Linked DNA regions of Mus musculus: region 1 is linked to region 2. A link is a contact called in public HiChIP or PLAC-seq data. All regions are on one chromosome and are shown on one strand. Each heading gives the region's core, a stretch centred on a gene start, on an enhancer-like site or on the middle of the called end of the contact. The rest is flanking DNA. Distances are from core to core; before and after follow the strand shown.

The links. HiChIP or PLAC-seq counts read pairs in DNA pulled down with a chosen protein or histone mark.
Region 1: an H3K27ac HiChIP or PLAC-seq map of SST interneurons shows a contact between it and region 2, with 5 times the contacts expected there. The contact joins two enhancer-like sites. A contact is called at or near these places in 1 of 484 Hi-C or Micro-C datasets (embryonic limb bud) and 2 of 115 datasets of contacts at active chromatin or transcription factors (SST interneurons and embryonic stem cells).

What each region holds. Positions count from the first base shown.
Region 1 is chr7:74,323,922-74,326,621 of GRCm38.p6, reverse strand. The region is part of intron 5 of Slco3a1 (solute carrier organic anion transporter family, member 3a1); the gene reads left to right. Among named protein-coding and RNA genes, the nearest start is that of Slco3a1, 230 kb to the left of the region's middle. Within about 2 kb of position 1,416, at least 25 of the 459 cell types and tissues checked have an H3K27ac peak or open chromatin away from gene starts, as enhancers often do. A contact at or near this core is called in SST interneurons, where this site is marked.
Region 2 is chr7:73,844,897-73,847,596 of GRCm38.p6, reverse strand. No RefSeq gene overlaps it. Among named protein-coding and RNA genes, the nearest start is that of Gm21269, 20 kb to the right of the region's middle. Within about 2 kb of position 1,261, at least 1 of the 459 cell types and tissues checked has an H3K27ac peak or open chromatin away from gene starts, as enhancers often do. A contact at or near this core is called in SST interneurons, where this site is marked.

The DNA.
Region 1 (2,700 bases), core at 167-2,666, 480 kb before region 2:
GCCATGAAACAGAAGGGAATTGCAGAAGAGAGGGTTCCTGAGTGGACAGCCCTTGATAGAGAGCCCAGCTGTTCCTCTGAAAAGGCAGAGGAGGGTCCTGTGATTAAGGCTGCTGAGTGCAGTGTATGGCCAGGTGGCAGAGAGGGCTCCAACCCCTATACTTCATCTTCTTTGTCAACTAGGAGAAATAGGAGGGTGTTCTTAGCTTACCCTTTAACACCTCCTGGGGTGGGGCTGGAGAGATGGCTCTGAAATTAACAGCATGAGTTCTTCTTGCAGAGGACCTGGGTTTGAGGCTCACTTTATGGCCCATAGCCACCCATAGCTCTAGTTCTAAGGGATCTTACACCCTCTTCTGACCTGCAGGCACCTCGAATGCACATGGTGGTTGCATGCATATGCATTCCGGCAAAACATGGACACCTAAAACAAAAATAATAAATCTTTGATAAAATAGTTTGATTAGTAAAGCCCCTACTGCCTGAGTATGAGGATGTGAGCCTGTGTGCCCAGCACCTACTTAAGAGTCTGGCAAGGCAGGGCATATCTATTACCTCATGACTGAGGGAAGAAGAGACAGACAGATCCCCAGAGTTCACTAGGTAGTCAGTCCAAACAACTGGTAAACTCTTGGATTCGGTGAGCTGCTGCATCTCAAAAAATAAGGGGGGGGGGGCTGGAAAGACAGCTCCATGGTTAAGAGAACTGGCTGCTCTTTGAGAGGACCTAGGTTAAATTCCCAGTATGTACATGGTAGCTCACAACTGCCAATAAGTTAGGTTTCAGGGGACTCAGTGTTCTCTTCTGCCCTGTGGACACAAGGTATACAGATGGTGCATAAGCATACATACACAGGGAGAATGCCCATATATATAAAATAAAATACAAATTTTAAATTAAGTGGAGATCCATGGGTAAAGGTTCCATACTTCAGCTGCCAGCACCTATACACCCACGTGCAGCTGTGCGTGCACACAAACACGTATGCATGTACACACACAAACATACAAACAGAGAGAGAGAAGGGGGACAGTATATGTATAGAGAGAGATTCCCCATTGCTTTACAAAATGGCCAATCAATGCAAAGGATGCAGACCAGCATGGGTGATGAGGGACATGCACATTGAAATCTATAGGGGGCACAGTGATGCACCAACCAGATGATAGTGCTGAGTGCTGGCGAGAATGAGGAGCAACTGGAACCCACACTGCAGTGGAGATGCCCGGGGAGCGAGCCTCTGCTTCGGGCAGTTTTTGCAGCACCCATTAAAGCTCAGCATATGCCTGTGCTGTGATCCATCAGTTCCGTTTCTGGGCACTTATCCAACAGAATCGAGTGTTTAGGTCCACTCATTTACATATGCATATATAACAACATTCAGAGCAGCTTTATGCATAATGATCTCAAGCTGGAACTAACCCAAGTGTCTGTCTGCAGCAGAATGGGTAAATAAGCTATAGACTGTTCATTCTATACGACACAGCTCAGGAAAGGACGAATTCTCACACAGCCTTCCATGGGAATGTGTATGGGTTGGAAGATGTCACACACAAGAGAATGTATTTATGGGACTTAAAAAAAAAGATGAATTGCCAATTAAAGTAAAAGAAGCCAGAGCCACAGTTGTCCTTGAAGGTTACAGCTACAGAGAGGTACCCAGGAGCCTCCTAGGCAGCTGCAAGTGAGTGTGTGTGTGTGTGTGTGTGTGTGTGTGAAGTGAGTGCGTGTGTGTGTGTGTGTGTGTGTGTGTGTGTGTGCGTGCATTTATGTATGCCTTTGAGTCTAGTTACGTGGAATATGTATATGTGCATGTATGTAATGTACCTGTATATGCAGGTTCATTTTCACACATGTGCATGCGGAGGCCAGAGGTCAACAGTGGGTGTCTTCTTCAGTCCCTCTCTACCCTAGTTTTTGATGCAAAGTCTTTTTCACACTGAACCAGCTGGCCAGCATGCTGCTGGGCTCAACCTGTCTGCCTACAATCTAGCTCTGGGATTCCAGACATTTGCCTCTTCTCCTGGCTCTTATGAAAGTGCCAAGGATCAAACACTCCCAAGCCCCAAAGTATCTGGAGTTGTTCTAAGCTTGACTTGAATGCTGGTTATGGAGGTATCTGCATATCCAGTTTTCCAAGTTGGAAAGTTTACCAGGATGGTCTTTGTGTGTTTCATAAGATGTAACATCACAGTTTTAAAAGAAATTCAACCCTGGCCATCATGATAACATACCACAGTTTTCTCTCCCTGGAAACTGCTGGGCAATGCAAGTTCACCCTCCCCCACTAATCATTCTTACCATCCACTTTTTGGTAAGTATTAGTAAAATGCAGTCAGCTTTTCAATGCCTGCAGGACAGAGGAGAAAAACACATCCCCCTGTAAGAGAAGCTATAGCTTTTGTTGTCTCAAGAATCTGGGCATTAGACCTCCAGCACCCCTGGGTTTATCTCTCAACTCCTGGTTTCTGTGCCAATATATCTTCCATTTTAGTTGTTCTTACACAGTTGCATCTCCGGGACCAAGTCCTATTTTAGAAGAAATGCCTAAGTTTTCTATCGACAAACAAATCAATAGTCTGCAGGGCAGAAAGGTCAGAAAAACAATTCTACTGCCTAGCGTCTGTTTGTTTCCCAGTAATTCCTGTGTGCTGGAGCGCTTAACAAGGTGGAAAGGAAAAGGGGGCGGGGCTTCTTCAT
Region 2 (2,700 bases), core at 12-2,511:
GAATCTTTATACACGGCTGGTGGGAATAATGCACACTAATGCAGTCACTATGGAAATCAGTGTGGAGATTCCTCAAAAACCTCAGAGTAAAACTAATATATAATTCAGCTATCCCACTGCTTAAATACAACCAATGGATAGTAAGTCAACATTGCATAGGGCTACATGCTCATCCACCTTTCCTATGGCACCACTCATAGTAACCCAACTATGGAATCAGCCTCCTATGTATCCAGCCACAAATACCTGATAAAGGAAATATCACGCTCACACTGGAGTCTTGTTCTGCCATAAACAAGAACAGCACTGTGTCCTTGCCAAGAAACCGAAGGATTCAGAAATCATCGTATTAAGCAAAAAAAAAAAAAAAAAAAAAAGGCCAGGTCCAGAAAGGAAAAAAAAATCACTTGTTTTCTCTCATAGGTAGAACCTAGATTGTACTCATATTTACATATGTGTGCATGCACATATGACATGAAAATAGTGGGGAAACTGTTGAGGAAGAGTAAAGGGAAGACTACAGGGGGAGACGAGACAAGAGACAGTAGAGGAACATAAATATGGTCCAAGTTCAGGTGAGATCCAAGGCTTTGCACAGTGAGTATAAACCCTTGCCTATGACCAATCAAAGCTACACTGACCAAGCCCAGAACGTCAGTAAAAACCTGCAGCCCCTTTGTTAAGTGAGCAGGTGCTTGCCACTCTGACGTTAGGTCCTTTGAGCTTGCCAGCTGAAGTACCAAGAAAAGAGCTTTGCCTGTACTGTCTGTAAGCTATGACTTGGAAATGAGAATTTCTACTATTTGCACAATAACAAATCCCACCATGTGTTATCAAAGACATTTGTCATGCAAGGAACCATTGATAAGATTCACAGCCTCTCAGTCATCAGAAAGCAGGAGGGTGTTATAATATTCAAAATGCTGAAAGAAAGTAAAAATGCCATCATGGGAGAACTCTATATCCAGATGCTTCAGCCTTGCTTGCTATGTCAGCTGCATTTTTTCATCCTTGTGACACAGTACTTAACAGAAGCAACTCTAGGAATAAGGATTGATTTGGGCTCATCCAGTGAGAGGATAAAGTCTATTATGCAGGAAATGCATGGTTAATTCACGGTAGCGAGAGAAGAGACTGAGATGTCTCATAGCTCGGTGGACCAGAAAGCAGAGACTCACTTTCCAGCACTCAGTGGGGAAGCGGGGCCAGGCTATACCCCATAGGACCTGAATCCAGCAATCCACTTCTTTCAGTAAGACTCCACCTCCTACCATCTGCACAATCTCCAGAAGCATCGTCACCAGCTAGGGAACAAGCATTCAGACACATGAGTCTAAGGGAGATGCCTCACTTCCAAGCCACATCAACGATGGAACAGAAATGAAGTGTTTACAGATTAAACAGAATCTGAAGGAGTCTGCTACTAGTCGAGAGTTGTTCTGTCTGAACTTGAAAGAACACTAGGTGGTTGCTCAAAGCCACAGACATAATCAACACCAAGAAAGGTAACTATTCTACACAGATAAATGAGAGTTGGTGTGATTCTGAGATTTAAAAAAAAAAGTACTCTTTTTTATAATATTAATTCAAAGGCAAATGTGAAAATAGTAATAGAGGTTTATAAATAGTACACAGTGTAAAAAGATGAATTGTGTGCTCTGGAAAGAGAACTCAGCAGCTGGGCGTTTGCTCTTACAGAGGACCCAAGTTCGGTTTCCAGCACTCATGTGGAGGTCTAGTTCCAGAGGGACCTAATGCCTTCATTTAACCTCCACAGGTATGAGACATGTATGTTATACCCCTGTGTGCGTGTGTGTGTGTGTTTATGTGTGTGTGTGTGTGTGTGTGTGTGTGTGTGTGTGTGTGTGTGTACATGTGTGTGTGTCTTGTTCAAAACTTGCTGGGTCAGCTTGAGACAAACAATAGTCATCTGAGGGGAGCGACACTGGATTGGAAAAATCCCTCCGTAAGATCAGGCTGTGCTCTCAGGAGCACAGGTCTAAGTTTGACCTACAGCTCTGTCATTGCAGTTTAGGCGCAGTTCGAGAGGCTGCTTCTGAGGACGGTGGCAGGGGCTAGAGACCAGGCTGCCAGGAATGCTGATGGGTTAGAACTGTTGTCATGGGCAGGGCTTAGAACACCTATGATGCCAGAGCCAGGATGGCTTGTGCCTGTTCTCTTCATGAAAGTGCCAGTTTAGAAGTTCTGAGGAACTGGTTGTATGGGACCTGTAAGAATAGAAACTCGTTCCCCTATGGGACTGTAATCTCGGTCACATCGTAGGGGGTGGGCTAGTGTAGGCTTCTCAAAAACAACCATGCAGTACAAGTTGGGAAAGAGCAACTATCATGGTAAATTTTATTTTTATGTTTATTAGTAAGTGCTGTTGTACTTGGACATGGTCAGTCATCTGACATGTTATAGTTTTGATTTTGCTTTATTCTGAGTTTTTTATTTAATTTCCTAAAAGCTAAATAAATGCCATTTTACTTTTTAAAATGACTCTCTGGCAGTACTCAAGCCTGTAGGGCATTTTCTTAAGTAGTGATAGATGCGGGAGGTCCCAGCCTGTTGTGGGTGGTGCAATCCCTGGGCTGGTGGCTGGTTCTGTAAGAAAGCAGCCTAAGCAAGCCATGAAGAGCAAGCCAGTAAGCAGCATCCCTCCATGGTTCCTGTATCAGCCCCTGCCTCTAGGTTCCT